Regions from separate parts of the Mus musculus genome. Here regions 2, 3, 4 and 5 are each linked to region 1. The links are chromatin contacts, called in public ChIA-PET, HiChIP or PLAC-seq and promoter capture Hi-C maps. All regions are on one chromosome and are shown on one strand. The core of a region is the stretch at or near the end of the contact, and the rest is flanking DNA. Distances in the headings are between cores, read along the strand shown.

The links. Promoter capture Hi-C pulls out the DNA fragments that hold promoters and counts their contacts. ChIA-PET counts read pairs in DNA pulled down with a chosen protein or histone mark. HiChIP or PLAC-seq counts read pairs in DNA pulled down with a chosen protein or histone mark.
Region 2: a contact with region 1 is called in a promoter capture Hi-C map of neutrophils, with 3 times the contacts expected there. The contact joins the enhancer-like site here to the promoter of Lactb in region 1. A contact is called at or near these places in 6 of 39 promoter capture datasets (embryonic stem cells, erythroid cells, frontonasal cranial neural crest and 3 more) and 1 of 115 datasets of contacts at active chromatin or transcription factors (large pre-B cells).
Region 3: a contact with region 1 is called in an H3K4me3 HiChIP or PLAC-seq map of stem cell-derived neural progenitor cells, with 4 times the contacts expected there. The contact joins the promoter of M5C1000I18Rik here to the promoter of Lactb in region 1. A contact is called at or near these places in 1 of 39 promoter capture datasets (cranial neural crest) and 1 of 115 datasets of contacts at active chromatin or transcription factors (stem cell-derived neural progenitor cells).
Region 4: a contact with region 1 is called in a promoter capture Hi-C map of the HPC-7 cell line, with 4 times the contacts expected there. The contact joins the enhancer-like site here to the promoter of Lactb in region 1. A contact is called at or near these places in 3 of 39 promoter capture datasets (the HPC-7 cell line, HPC-7-derived erythroid cells and stem cell-derived epiblast-like cells), 1 of 115 datasets of contacts at active chromatin or transcription factors (large pre-B cells) and 2 of 9 other capture datasets (embryonic stem cells and pancreatic islet).
Region 5: a contact with region 1 is called in an RNA polymerase II ChIA-PET map of memory CD8 T cells, with 19 read pairs. The contact joins the enhancer-like site here to the promoter of Lactb in region 1. A contact is called at or near these places in 15 of 39 promoter capture datasets (the 3T3-L1 cell line, 3T3-L1-derived adipocytes, the HPC-7 cell line and 10 more), 1 of 15 datasets of contacts at CTCF or cohesin (large pre-B cells), 8 of 484 Hi-C or Micro-C datasets (CD4 T cells, the G1E-ER4 cell line, the N1E-115 cell line and 2 more), 5 of 115 datasets of contacts at active chromatin or transcription factors (embryonic stem cells, extraembryonic endoderm stem cells, large pre-B cells and 1 more) and 2 of 9 other capture datasets (embryonic stem cells and liver).

Annotation. Positions count from the first base shown.
Region 1 is chr9:66,974,022-66,976,851 of GRCm38.p6, reverse strand. Lactb (lactamase, beta) reads left to right here and starts at 1,368. Exons shown (of 6, transcript NM_030717.1): 1 at 1,368-1,811; 2 at 2,068-2,134. The coding sequence starts at 1,461.
Region 2 is chr9:66,192,782-66,195,611 of GRCm38.p6, reverse strand. All of the region lies in intron 2 of Dapk2 (death-associated protein kinase 2), which reads right to left. Among named protein-coding and RNA genes, the nearest start is that of Dapk2, 36 kb to the right of the region's middle. Within about 2 kb of position 1,366, at least 13 of the 459 cell types and tissues checked have an H3K27ac peak or open chromatin away from gene starts, as enhancers often do. A contact at or near this core is called in neutrophils, where this site is marked.
Region 3 is chr9:67,758,808-67,761,637 of GRCm38.p6, reverse strand. M5C1000I18Rik (RIKEN cDNA M5C1000I18 gene) reads left to right here and starts at 1,408. Exons shown (of 2, transcript NR_153961.1): 1 at 1,408-2,490; 2 at 2,595-2,830. It overlaps C2cd4b (C2 calcium-dependent domain containing 4B), which reads right to left and starts at 2,201. Exons shown (of 2, transcript NM_001081314.2): 1 at 2,122-2,201; 2 at 705-1,954. The coding sequence starts at 1,914. The coding sequence ends at 892.
Region 4 is chr9:66,239,482-66,242,311 of GRCm38.p6, reverse strand. All of the region lies in intron 4 of Dapk2 (death-associated protein kinase 2), which reads right to left. Among named protein-coding and RNA genes, the nearest start is that of Gm39364, 60 kb to the left of the region's middle. Within about 2 kb of position 1,356, at least 88 of the 459 cell types and tissues checked have an H3K27ac peak or open chromatin away from gene starts, as enhancers often do. A contact at or near this core is called in the HPC-7 cell line, where this site is marked.
Region 5 is chr9:66,280,127-66,282,956 of GRCm38.p6, reverse strand. No RefSeq gene overlaps it. Among named protein-coding and RNA genes, the nearest start is that of Gm39364, 19 kb to the left of the region's middle. Within about 2 kb of position 1,371, at least 72 of the 459 cell types and tissues checked have an H3K27ac peak or open chromatin away from gene starts, as enhancers often do. A contact at or near this core is called in the G1E-ER4 cell line and memory CD8 T cells, where this site is marked.

The DNA.
Region 1 (2,830 bases), core at 119-2,618:
TCCACCCATTTTGCTATTTGGCACTTATGACGTGAGGCTCCTACCCTCTGCCACAGACTGGGGGACAGGAGCTCTGTTTTCCAGTGGTGGTTGGAACAAACAGTAACTGCGTTTGGAAACTCTGATCTTTCTCAGGCAGGTATTTTGAAGAAAGATAGGGTCACTCTAGCAACGCAGCCTTGAGCTGTGAGAAACTGTGGAAGAGTTTCCTACTCAGGAAGAGAACTGAGAGTAGCCTGGCTAGAGTTTGCTTCAGAGAACAGGACTGGGTGTGGAAGGGCAGCTGTAGCGCCCAGTGGACCCTGGCCATGTAATAATACTAGCTGCAGCTGCATCCATCGCACCACTGGGAAGCTGATTCACCGCCCACGCCTCTGATCGTAGAACCCTTCAAACCCTCTGACAAGAGAGGAAGGCTGAGAAGGTACATTTCTGGGCCATCACCTGACAACTCTGTAGATTTAGACAAATCCCTTAGCCTCCCTTTACTCCAGTTTCCTCATGGAACTGATGTCAGACAACACAACCAATCTCCAGAGCAGTTACGATGATTAATGTTTGCTAGAATGATTGTCACTGGGCAGGAAGGCGAGTCAAGACATAAAATTCTCCTAAAAGAATGAAAAAAACCCACATCAGGTTTGCTTTTTCCCACTTTTGTGTGTGTGCATGTATATACATGCATATTAGCATTTGCCTGAGAACGTCCCAGACTATGTTGGAAACCATCTATAATTGCGCTTCTAACTTTGGATTGAGGCTGGGTTTCTCAATCCGTTACAGGTAGGCGCCATGCCCACTGGGCATTTTCACCCGGATACTGGGGATTTGAATTCCAGTCCTTGTGTTTGCATGGCAAGTGTTTTAACCACTGTGCATCTCAGTCAAACAAAGGGGCGAGTGTTGTTAACATAGGCATAAGGTGGCAAGAGGGTGTTGCTGTGACAGGAGACTTGTCTAAGGATATCATGTGTGTTGTGAGAGAGAAGAAGCATGGAAAAGGAGAGAGATGAGGAGGAGAAAAGGAAAAGAGAGGCTTGAGGGACAGGTAGAAACTAAAGTGGGAAGGAGAAAGAGGAGAGAATCAGAAATAAAGAGAGGGAAAGAGAAAAGAGGATAGAGGGAGGAATGTGGGATGCGAGAGAAAAAGAAAACAAGAGAGGGAGGTTAGAGCTAAAGGGAGAGAAGAGAGAGGAAAAGGAGAAGATAAAAGAAGGAAGAAAGATATGAAAAAGAGGGAGGGAAAAGAAAGCAAGAAAAGGAGGGGTGGAACCAAAGAGGATTAGTAGCCAGAAGGCTAGAAAGGAGACGAGGACCAGGCGCTCGATGCGCTCGTCGCTCACCCACCCGGCCTTGACTGAGAGGTACTGTAAAGCCCCGCCTCAGCCCCGCCCCCTCGTCCCGCCCGCCGCGGGCCAAGCCGGAGCAAGCTAGGAGGCAGCCGGCTCTGCGGAGGCAACATGTACCGGCTCCTGTCAAGCGTGACAGCTCGGGCTGCGGCCACCGCAGGCCCAGCCTGGGACGGAGGGCGGCGCGGGGCGCACAGGCGACCGGGCCTGCCTGTGCTGGGCCTTGGTTGGGCCGGCGGCCTGGGGCTCGGGCTGGGGCTGGCTCTCGGCGCGAAGCTGGTGGTCGGGCTGCGGGGCGCCGTCCCCATTCAGTCCCCCGCGGACCCCGAGGCGTCCGGCACTACCGAGTTATCGCACGAGCAGGCCCTGAGCCCGGGGAGCCCGCACACGCCTGCGCCGCCAGCAGCCAGGGGCTTCTCCAGAGCCATCGAGAGCAGCCGCGATCTGCTACACCGGATCAAGGTGCGGGCCCAGTGGGCGTCAGGGCGGCGGCTTCCGTTTTTCTGACTGCCTGGCCGCGGGCTGACGCTCTTAGGGCTGCTCAAGTAGCAGCTGAGGTCACCGGTCGCGGAGGGGCCCGCCCCTTCCCCTTTAGAGTCCTGTGCACTCCGACGGCCAGGGCAATCGGAGCAGAACCATTGCCCTCCTGGTGGGCGGGACCGCAGAGTGGGCGGAGTCAGTCTACTTTTGAACCACCAGGGTCTTTCTTTTCTCTTAGGATGAGGTTGGTGCCCCCGGCATCGTGGTTGGAGTTTCTGTAGATGGAAAAGAAGTCTGGTCAGAAGGTGAGTTCAGCAGGTAGCCCATTTTGTTATTGGTAAAATAAAATACTGATGTTTTACAGGTTGGAGTTGCAAAAAGTGGCACATTTGTAGAGACAATGTATCCCTAGAATAATCAGGCTGTTTTATTTATCACTGGAAAGTTTAAAATGTAACTAACTGGGCTAGGAGTATAGCTCAGTGGAAGCTCACTTGCTTAGCCTCCATGTGTGAGGGCAAAATAAAGTAAATAATTAAATTGTGTGACTCAAGTACGTGGATGTGTTCAAAATGCTGTTTCTTCTCCCAGTTTACTCTTAAGAATTGGTCTGAAAATGGAATGTAGAACAATCCATTAAATTACCACTATTACATATTAGATAACCCTTATTAGTAACTAAAATGTCAGTTTCTGCATATTTTTATTCTTTCATTCTGTAATTTTTTTATTCCCCACTTCTGTAAAAGGCACTATACCAAGTATTAAGAATACATGATATCCCTGGTCCTTAATGATTTACAGTTTATTATTACATTTACTAGACAGAGTGTTACCTGTTTTGTTTTTAACGACAAGCTTGAAGTGGTTTGGGATGGAGCTCAGTTGGTGCTTGCTTTTGGGTACAAGTTCTGGGTATAATCCCTTGCACCACATAAATCAAAGTGGTATGGACCCATGATCCCATTCCTCAGGACGTAGAAGCTGGAGGATCAGAAGCT
Region 2 (2,830 bases), core at 117-2,616, 780 kb after region 1:
CATACAGCATACATACTGGCAAGCAAAACACTCATACACATAAAAAAAAATCTAAAATAAATGTAAAGGGCACATGTTTATAAGAGAATAATAATCACTTATAAATGACTTATATTAATTGGTTCTGTGCTTCAGAGTCACCAGGGGCCTTGCTGTGGACAGAGAAGGAAAGCGTCAGCCCCCCACTTCCAGTATACAAACCTCTTCTTCGTCTACAGGAAGTTGGGCAGCATTGTTCAGTCACCACTGAGCTGCCCCTCAAAATATCTTTTGTGTTTCTGACATGGGTTCCCCTTCTGTGCTTATCTCCCATGGACGCCACCATGGTGTGATTTATTTACTCAAGTTCTCTGGTGCCCTGGTGCCATACAGCATTCCTCGGCTTCCTTGACTTAGAGCATCTTGGAAAGAGCCTCTCTTTCTCTCTCTCTCTCTCTCTCTCTCTCTCTCTCTCTCTCTCTCTCTTTCCTTGTACTCCTGGCTCCTAACAGTATTTGGTGCATATTAGGTTTGTAGTTTGTATTTTTTTACATTTAATTAACTAGTTAATTCTTAATTAATGAGTGTGTGTGTGTGTGTGTGCATGTGTGTGTATGTGGTGTGTGGGTATAAGTGTATATGTGTGAGTGTGTGTGTATGTGTGTGCATGTGTGTGTGAGTGCATGTATGTGCATGTGCATGTGTGAGTAGTGTGTGTATGTGTGTGTGAGTGTATTAGTATGTGTATGTGTGTGAGTGTATTAGTATGTGTATGTGTGTGAGTGTATTAGTATGTGTATGTGTGTGTGAGTGTGTGTATATGTATGTGAATGTGTGTGTGTATGTGAGTGTGTGTATTAGTGTGTGTGTGTGTGTGTGTGTGTGTGTGTATGTGTGAGTGAGTTTACATGCAGGTTCTCATAGAGTCCAGAAGAGGCCATAGGATGCCTGGAACTGGAGATTCGTGCAGTTATAAACTGCCTGATACAGTTGCTGGGAACTCAACTCGGGTCCTCTGCAAGAGCAGTAAGTGCTCTAAACCACTGAGCTACCTCTCCATCCTCAGTGATGTTACTGATGGAACTATGCTAGACTCTCTTCGTCTCTGGTCTCCTCCTGGAGCATTACGTGTAAACCAATGCACTTGGCACAACCTCCTGGATCAGCACTCCTATCCCCCACCCCCAGCCCAGGCCCAGCCCTCTCCTACATTCCCAGCCCACTTCCCTACAACACTGGCACCATCAGTTCTTCTCAATACCACTCTCCCCTTCCCATCAGGCCTGAGCTCCTTGGCTGGGCCCCAGCGCCTCTCATCACCTGGCCCCAATCCACTTGCCCAATAGCACTGTGGCTTCCCACAAGGCACAGCACGACACACTCATTTCCACCTCAGGGCTTCTCTAGTCCTGATTCCCTATCCTAGGAGAACTTCTGCTTACCCAAGCCCTCCTCCTGCTTAAGTTCAAGTTTCAGCTCCTAATCATCTTTTCACACCCTTTCCTTTTTTGTGTACTTTGCTGGTTATCTGTCCCTCACCCCCAAACTAGATTAATCTACTTAAGGGAAGGGCAATGTCTAACACCTCATCTGTGATCTACCACACCCGATTTAAGAAGGCATCTTGCAAAACTCAAGACTTAGTAACAGTTAGGACTGAAAACTATTTGAAACAGTTATGATGAGAAATGGCAGAAGTCAGGACTGGAGAGATGGCTCAGTGGTTAAGAACATACACTGCTCTTGCAAAGGACCAGACTTCAGTCCCTAGCACCCGTGCCAGATGCCTGAAATACTTTCCCTAGAGGACCTGACACCTTCTTCTGGACTCCAAGGGTACATGCATTCATGTGTACATACATACACACAGAAATACATTTTATACATACCCTTACACACACACAATTAAAAATTAAAAATAAATCTTACAAAGCTATGCCTAAAGTGTCTTCTCAGGAGCAGAGACAGCCAACACATGGGAACATAAGTAGCAAGGTTTGGAAAGGGGCACAGAGCATCACACTTATGTCACTGGGACCTGAAATGAGTTCTCCCTGGTACCAGATGGTAGAAACCAGTGGCTCTCAAAGTGTGGTGCCCAGTCCAGGGCCATCAGCACCAGCATATGTTAGAAATAAAAAGCACTGACCCACTAAATCAGAAGCTTGGGTGGTTCCTGTTGTCCATGCTAGTTTGAGAACCAGTCAGTAGGACTCTCTTTTGAAAGTGGACGGAGGAGTTTCTTCAACTCTGCAGACTGCCTGTGGGTGCGATTTCTAACTCTTTTCTTTCTGCTTTCCACAATTCCCAAAGACAAGGAAACGGTAATAATTACAAGTTACTGACGACCCAGTGCTCCGACAATTTTCCTAATGAGATTTCAGGGCCATGAGGCTAACCAAGCACACACTTCCTCAGCCCTCTCAGTGTGGTGGGGCTCCCTGTTTGTCTCAGTCCCAAATGGTACTCATCACCCGCTGGCCCCCAAAGGCCATCTTGAGCAGTGAATCTGCTCTCTGCTCTCAGAGTTCACATTTAAGTGCTGAGTCTTCACAGTAAGCTTCTATCTCTGATTTATCTACCTACCTCCCCTTGTGAAAACACAGGGCCAGTCTGCCAGCATTTCATTCCTCAGGACCTGCAAGAAGGGGTGGGTCGCATGCAGAGTGACAGCTCAGCTTCCCACAATCTCACAGGTAGATTGTTGATACATGTCCTGACTGCATGAGAGATGGGTTCAGAGCAAGGACTGCAGTCCCTGGGGAGAATCTGTGGGGCCCAGTAGCCTCATATGGACAACTCACACTATGTCTCTTGGTCTTGGGTTATGAAAGCCTAAAGCTACTGATAG
Region 3 (2,830 bases), core at 159-2,658, 780 kb before region 1:
TCTGCTCGCACAATATATGAAGAATTCTCTTTCAAAAGGGTTCTATTTCTTCTCAGAGGGGATTCTCTTCACCAACGCCATTGTACTAGAAGAGAGTTCTATGTGCATTATATGTGCATTGAAGGGAGAGTGGAAATTACACCACCTAACTCTGTAAAAACATTGTAATAGATCTGTCTGGAATGATGTTGAAAACATTATCACAATATCGTGTGTGCACAATTGCCCTCAGAGGTCAAGTTACAACCTCTGATGTTGTTCAATTGTCATCCACCTTATTCTTTGGGACAGGGTCTCCCATTGGTCACCAATAAGGCTAGACTGGAGAGTTATCAAACACCAAGGATGTAGCTGCTTGTCTATCCCTCTCCAGCCTTGCGCTTACAATTGTGTATCACCGGCCTCAGCTTTTTAAAGATAGGTTTACCAGGACAGGATTCAGTACATCTCGCCTGCATGGCAAGCACTTCACCAGTGAATGAACCTTCCTTCCAGTGGGGAAAAGCAAGCATGTGAGTGTGCTTCTGTTCTTATTCTTCCACTCTGGGGTAAATACGTTCTTTACGTTGTTGGTTTTCCCTTTTTACTATTAAAATGGTCTGGAAAAGGAGCAGATACTGTAAATAGACGGGGGGGGGGGCATTACTTTTCCTTTTGCTTCCAAAAAGCGATCAGAAAAGTGAAAAAACATCAATGCTGCAAGATTATAGATAGAAAAATAAATAACTTTTATTTTGTACAAAAGGGAAAGTGCACCAGAGCCAAAAGGCTGTTGTGTGTGTCCCGGGGATAAGCCACTGTCAAGAGGCCTTGAGTATCTGAGGGCCAAGAGTCTCTGTGCATCTCAAGGCGACTCAACCTTAAATGTCCAGAGCACCAGGGAAGCCGCGCTCATAGCAGTAGCAGAGAGCCCAGCAGCAGCTCGCCCTGGCCCAGCGGTCGTCCGCGCTCCAGCCCGCGGCCCTTGCTCTCCGCCTTGATGCGCACGGCCAGGCGGCGCAGCTGCTCCTCCGGGAGCCGATCGAAGCAGCAGTCCTGGTCCAGGGCGGCCTTGCGGCTGCGGCGGACCACACTGGCGCGCTGCTGGCCCGACGGCCTCAGCACCAGGCTGAGGCGGCAGCCCAGGGCGCGGGGCTCCAGCGCGGCGGCCGGGCCCTCAGCGCGCAGCAGGCGGAGGCGGAGGCAGGCGCTGCGCGGACAGTACTCGGCCGCCAGGCGCAGCGTGCAACCCCCGCGGCCCAGAGCCACGCTGGCTTCAGCTTGCAGGCGCTCGGGATCCGGGCTGCTGGGGACCGGGGGCGCGCAGGAAGCGGCGCGCTCGTGCTCGTCGCCGCGGGGCGCGGGGCGCGCGCTGGCCCGGCCGCGGGGAGCCCGCAGCGCGCGGCTCAACAGACCATCGGGGGCGCGGAGGAGGCGGCGCATACGGGGCACTGGAGCGGCTGGTGGGGTTTTGTCCAGGTCGCGCGGGGCGCCGAGCTCAGAGTCCGATGCTCGGCGCGGACTCGCGTAGGTGTGCGCACGGTGGCAAAGTCCCAGCCTGGGGGTGCCGGGGTGGCCGAGGAAGAGCGACTCCTTCCGGCGCGTGTGCGGGCTCTCGAGCAGCGCGCAGAAGCCGTAAACGGTGCGCGCGCGGGGCAGGTGCGGCAGCGAGAGCGCAGCCTGGGAGCGCGGGTCCCAGTCGGTGCGACCCGCGCAGTCTTCGTCACTGTCTTCGCGGTCGTCAGGGATGCGCGGCCACAGGTCCGGTTCGGCCGCGCAGCGCCAAGGCAGTGCGGCAGCGGGAAGCGGTGATTCGAGAGCGCCGGGGACCTGCAGCCGCGGGGGGATGCAGAACTCTGGGATGCGGCCCGGGGTGAGCACGTTGGAGAAGGCAGGCTCAGGAGTGGAGGAGCGAAGTCGACCGAGAAGCTTCATCCTTCTAGCTTATGCCCGAGCGTGGCGGATACACGAGCGTCTGCAACACAGAGAAAAACTGTTGAATTTGGGCTCCTGAAGTCCAGTGGATCCCTTCTTTGACCCTCTGGAAGTACCCACAAATCTAGGGCTCCGGGTCAGCACGAATCAACCTTTGGAGCATCCTCATGGTAACAAACTATATACATGAATATATAGAAATCAGACCTTTTCTTCTTCAGTCTCGCTGGGTCCGACTAGTCGCAGGAACGAAGCAGGTGACGTGTAGTTCACAGCTAGGGCTCCACCTTCAGCACTGCAGCTGTGACAGTGGCGCTCCAAACTTATACCTTAGTGGAAGTCACGCCCAGGCTCCAAGAGGCCAATCCGAAGAGGTAACAGACCGAACCCGCCTTTCAGCCGTCCCTTCCCACTAAATCTCCAGCTGCTAGCTGTATAGGTGTCGCAGGAGCTGGCTCTGGGACTTACATTGGCTGTCCCTTTGCTGGAGCGCCATTTACAGATGAGTAAAGGGCATCCTGTCACCATGCGAAAGAGAATTTGGTAGTTCAAAGTGTTTGTGGCCTCTCAGAGAAGGTGAGGAAGGAGGAAGAAACGTGAAGTTGAATTTAGCAACTAAGTAAATCCGATCCTTCCACTGGGCACCTGACTCATAAGCTCCCCTGGGTTCTATTTTTCAGGATGCATACCTGTTTCCAAGCACAGACTAAACTTGGCATGTCCGTTTAGGATGGGGTTATGTGCAGAACGTTTTGCGAAATTGAAAACGCATTAGTCCGCCTACGTTTAACATATCCAGACTGCTTGGATTCGACACTGGACTAAAAGGTTGGAGTAAAGTGGTTGCATTCACTTTAATTCAAAAATCGTAGATACTGACTAAGTCCCGGGTCAGCAGCTTAGTTAGCCTCTGTCT
Region 4 (2,830 bases), core at 107-2,606, 730 kb after region 1:
AATATCAGGGAGGGATGTTTGGAGAGCCTTAAGCTTCCAGAGGACCAGAGTTGAAATCTCAGTGCCCATGTCAAACTGGTCACAATAACCTGTGACTCTAGCTCCAACAGACCCGACGCCCTTCTCTAGCTTCCAACGATGCTTGGATATATGTGCCATTATATACACAGGGATATATATAAATAAAAATAGAAAATGAGGAGTTCTAGGAGGAGAGATCCCAAGTTAGGTATACACAAAGAAGCACAGCCTAAGGTGTTCAACCAGGGAGATGGCCTTGGGGCTGCAGGAATACTCTGCTAAGTGAGAGGACTGGGACCTCACCAGCCACTCAACGGGCTACTTGAACTATTAGTTGGCCCTGTATACTCAGACTGGGCGCAGACAGGCCATTGGCTCCCTGCCACCAAATGATATTGCTACCTCCAGGCCATTAAGGGATTCTAGGCTAGCCAGCAAACACGGGCCCCCTTATCTGCAGTTTTTATAATTCTTTCTTTTGCCGTCCCAGCCTCCAGTAACAGCCCAACCAGTTCCAGGGACCAGAGACTCATTTGGGTTTTCCATAGGATCCTGGCAGCCCCTCCCCACCCCGAGAAGTAGATGCTACTACCATTACCATTTTACAGATGTAGGAAACTGAGGCCCAGGGAACTAAAAGACTTGCCCAAGGCCCATCAGCATGATGGCAGGAGAGTTTCTCTGGAAGTCCTGCTCCTAATCTTACCCCATCAACCAGGCTTGTTAAATATCCCAGTGGTCCCAGTGACCATCAAAAGCTCCTTTTGAGAACTGAGGCAATCAGATCTCTGAACCAGCCCCAGCCACAACCCCAGTTACCTTTCCAGCCTTCTGGTAGATCTCACATCTAGACCTGCTCTCATCCCACAGGGTGAGCACCACCATCTCAGACACCTCAGATCGCCTCTGGATGCAGTGCTACTTGTCTAGTGGGTGGCAAGTAAATCTCCCCTAGGTAAATTCAATCCCATTAAAGGTTCCTGGTGTTGCCTCTGCTATCTTACATTCTGCACATTCATATTCATGTAAATGCAGTAAAAGAATTCCAGCCAGGGTTTCCTCCTCTGTCTGGTTGTATAAGCCACCACTAGGAGTGCCAGAGAGCCCTCCTGGCTAGCTGTTAATAGGGCTAAAATATGGTCCGAAAGGCAGCCTGAGATCCAGCAAACTGGCAGTTCCCCAGGTTGTGGTCTCTTATTCCACCTCCCCGAATAGAAAAGGAGCCCAAGCCTGGGGCTGGGAAACAGTTTCAGGTCCAGGAGCAAAAGTAGAGTGCTTAATAAACAGGCCATTTCCTCTCTTTGGGTCCAGTTCCCTACTCCACAGATGTCATCCTAAGTTCCTTTAGCAGTTTTGATGTGACACATAATTCCAAGCTAGCTGGGCAAACGTCTGCTGCTCTGAGCCCCAAGGCTAGCCATGAAAAGGATCCTGTGCCTCTGCCTCAGGTCAGGAAAGAAGAGTAGGCCACGGTAGCCACAGGAAGCTGGGCCCCCAGCCAGACTGCCCCGTGGGTAGCACAATCCTGTCCATCCTCCTTGCCCCAGTCATCCTCGGCCAATGGTATTCAACCAGGTACTTAGCCCACGCAGCTGACATCACCTGCAAAGCATGGCTGGAGGAGGCACTGCATTCTTTAGGTGCTGCTGCCAGCCCAGAGCCCAGAGAGCTGCCACAGGGGGATGTGGTGGGGTGGGACTGCCCCACCTGTCAAAACAAACATGCCTGGCTTGGCCTGCCAGTCAGGCAGGCACTCTGGGGAAAGCCAACATGTCTGTTAGAGGTGCCTGCTGTGATACCAACTGGAAGCTGGTTCCATGGGACCAGCACAGCATACCCTATGGTTGGAACAGGATGGAGGCAACCTTGGGGACCATGCAGTCAAGGGCAAAAGACAAGGGCTTGGCGTCAGGCAGCTCTGAATTCGCTTCTCGGCTTTGCCACTGAAAATATGAATTGGGGGCTGAAGAAATGGCTCAGTGGTTAAGAGCACTGACTGCTCTTCCAGAGGTCCTGAGTTCAATTCCCAGCAACCACATGGTGGCTCACAACCATCTGGAATGAGATCTGATGCCTTCTTCTGGTGAGTCTGGAGACAGCTACAGTGTACTCACATAAACACGCTTCATAGGTCATAGCATTGTTCTGTGGCTTCAGAGAGAGGTTTATGCGTGAAGGGGCTGTAGCATACTGGCTAAGCTGCCCACAGTAGCTGAGAGTCCTCTCTGGGAGTGGTACTTGACACTCTGTTCAATCACGAGAGTCCAGGAAGGACATGGGCTCTCACAAATCATCTTTCCCACACTCCCACCTCCCATTTCCCTTCCCCACCCTGTTTTATGCTCCAGCCTCACAATGCTGGGTCACAAGGGATCTCAGAGGTCAGTCAGTCAGTCATGTTGTGGAGAAGCCCAAAGAAGTCGAGTTGCTGCAGAAGAGGCAGAGCTCAAGTGCACTGAGCCACAAGTGCCTTGTTTGGCCTGCTTGCTGCTAGGTGAAGCTGAGGCCCGGCTGAGCTTGTGTTATTCAAACAAGAAAACTTCATGGGCAATCCAAGTCCAGACCCAGATTGGTTAGACACCTCTGGGCAACCTGAGAAAGCAAAACTGGTCCATCATAAACAACCCTGACCCACAAGCCTTCAGTATCACAAGTGCCCAGCCCCCATTATGTCGGCCATTCAAAGACTTCCTGGTCCCATGGCCCCTACTGCCAGCTCAGCACCCACCTCACCTCCACTACCTCCACCAACACCACCCAAACCAGCAGTTTATTCTGCTAGATAACCCCATCCTAATAGTTCCCCTCC
Region 5 (2,830 bases), core at 122-2,621, 690 kb after region 1:
ATCCCTACCATCAGAGTAGCATCTTCCATTGTAAATCTTTTCAAGGATGCAGAACCTGGGTTAGAAAGATGGCTCAGTGGTTAACAGAGCTGACTGTTTTTCCAGAGGACAAGGGTTCAATCCTTGTAGCTCTCACTACTGTCTGTAAGTCCAGGTGGTCTGATGCCCTCTTCTGGCTTCTGTGGAAACTGCATGCACATGGTGCACACTTATGTGCAGACAAAACAGCAATACACATTGGGGGGTTGAGGTGGGGGGAGATGCAGATGTGTTAGTTTGATTTCTGTTGTTTTTTTTTTTTCACTTTTTAAAAATGAGAACAGTGGGTTTTTTTTTTTAAGGTGTATTTATTTTATTTCTATGGGTACACTGTGGCTGTCTTCAGACACCAAAAGAAGGCACCAAATCCCATTACAGATGGCTATAAGCCACCATGTGGTTGCTGGAAATTGAACTCAGGACCTTTGGAAGAGTAGTCAGTGCTCTTAACTGCTGAGCCATCTCTCCAGTCACCTGTTTGCTTTTGTTTTAAAACAGTAATATAGCTCAGGCTAGCCTAAATTCACAACTCACTATGCAGCAAAAGATAACCTTGAATTCCTGGTCCTCTTGTTTCTGGCTCCAGAGTGCTAGGATTGCAGGCATGCACCAGCGTGTATGGTTTATGCAGTGCTGGGGCCTACGAAAGACCTCAGACTACCAACTTTCCACTGCTGTGACAGAAGGCCTATGATAATCAACAGAAAAAGAAGAAAGGATTATTTGGGCTCACAGTCTGGGAGGTTTAGGTCCATGGCTGCTTGCCTCTGCTGCCTTGGGGGTCTGTGGTGAGACATCATGACAGAAGCTGCTCATATATGACATCTAGAAAGCAAAAAGACAGAAATATTTGGGCATGGTATACACCTGGGTTCCCAGCTCAGGGGAGGCTGAGGCAGGAGGGTTGCAAGTTCAAGGCCAGCCTGGGCTACATAGTGAGCCCTTGTCTCTGAATGCAAACAAAACAAATGCCAACCCCCCTGGAAGCCTTAGTTTCCTAAGCTTTCTCAAGATGGCTGTGAGAACAGAAGGCAATAAAGACCTGGTGTGAGGCAGATGCTTCTAGAATGCAAACCACAGGGTGGGGGCGGGGGGAGTGGAGAGGCACAGGCAGACCGGCAAGAAGGCAGCAGCTGCTGCTGCTCTCTAGCAAGGCTCCTTTGCATTTGGCCGTAGGCAGCTGAAGGGGCCAGACAGGCGGAAAGCGAAGGTGCTTTGCAGCTGGGCAGTGAGGTTTCTTAACCAACCGAGCTTCACAGAATGTTCAGGATGTGGGCCGGCCCCCAGCATGCACTGGGGAAAACCAAAGGACGAGAAACAAGAGGCATGTCACGTCAAGGGCCTTGCTCATCACATATCACATGTCACCAGAGTGGTTGGCAGAGGCAGCAAACAACACCATGGGAACTCCATCTCCTTCTTCCATTTGCTCCATCCAGCCTACTCACTGATGAATTTATGTTTTACGCTAGTCCATAAAGCACAGTTGTTAGGACAGAAGCCACTTTCTGAGTGCAGTACACTAAGTGCCGCCATGCTTTAGCTAATCCAACCGAATAGTCATAGGAGCCCTGCGGGGAAGATATTGGCATGCCCCCGTTTTACAAATGGGAAAGCTGAGGCCCAATACCTTGGTAAATAAATAAATAAATAATCACCCAGCTAAGAAGATGTCAGAAATGTCATTCAAACTCTGAGACCTAACCTGACTCTCAGGCCAGGGTTTTCAGATCAGTACCGTGGACCTAGGCTAGAAGACATTTTCATATTTTCTTTTTTCTTTTTTTTTTCCCCCTTGAAACCGGTCTATGTAGCCCTTGCCAGAACATACTATCTAGACCAGGCTGATCTTGAACTCACAGAGATCCACCTGCCTCTGCCTCCTAAGTACTGACATTAAAGACACATGCCAGCACATCCTGCTGGGAGACACTTTCTAGGGAAAAGAGGTAAGTACCTACAGGCTTTGGAGGAGCAGGAAAGCCCACCTCCTGGGCCAGTGTCCAGTGAGGAGGGGGTAAGAGACATTGCCTACCATCACCCAGCAGTGGGCATGGAGAGAGGCACTACACCCCTCCATCAGTGCCCTTCTCTCAGTAGAGACCTCAGCTGCCTCCTAGCAGTTTGGGGGAAAACCAATTGTGCCCTAGGCTCTAAGGCACTAAGCCTTAGGTATAGACAATCACAATTTATCCTGGTCCCCCCACCCCCCTCGATCTAGGGATGTGCATGCAGACCAAGAAAGGCTTTGCTGTGGTTTCAGAATGTCTGTGCTCACTTCCTGTAAAGACATATGCAAATTACTTTTCTCATTGCTGAGACCTAACACCTGGTCAGAAGCAACTTAAAGCTAGGAGGCATGGTGGCTCACACCTCTGTGAGTCTGGGAGCAGCTTGGTCTATATTGTGAATTAATTCCAGACCTGCCTGCCAGGGCTACCTAGTGAGACCCTGTCTCAAAAGAAAAAAAAGAAAAAGGAAGGAGAAGAAATAGAAGAAGGTCTATTTTGACTTACAGTTGGGATACAGTGCATCGTGGCAAAGGCATACAAGCAGGAGTGTGAAGTGGCTGGCCACACTGTGTCTGCTGTGTGGAAGCAGAGGCAGACAGATGCTGGGGTTCAACTAGATCTCTGTTTGTTATGTAGTCCAGAACCCTAGCCCCATGAATAGCATCCACAGCTGCAGTGGGATTCTCCAGCTTAGTTAACCTAAACTAGAATCTCCCTCACTGACACGCCCAGATATTTGTCTGGAGGGGATTCTGGATCCTGTCAACTTGGCAACTTCA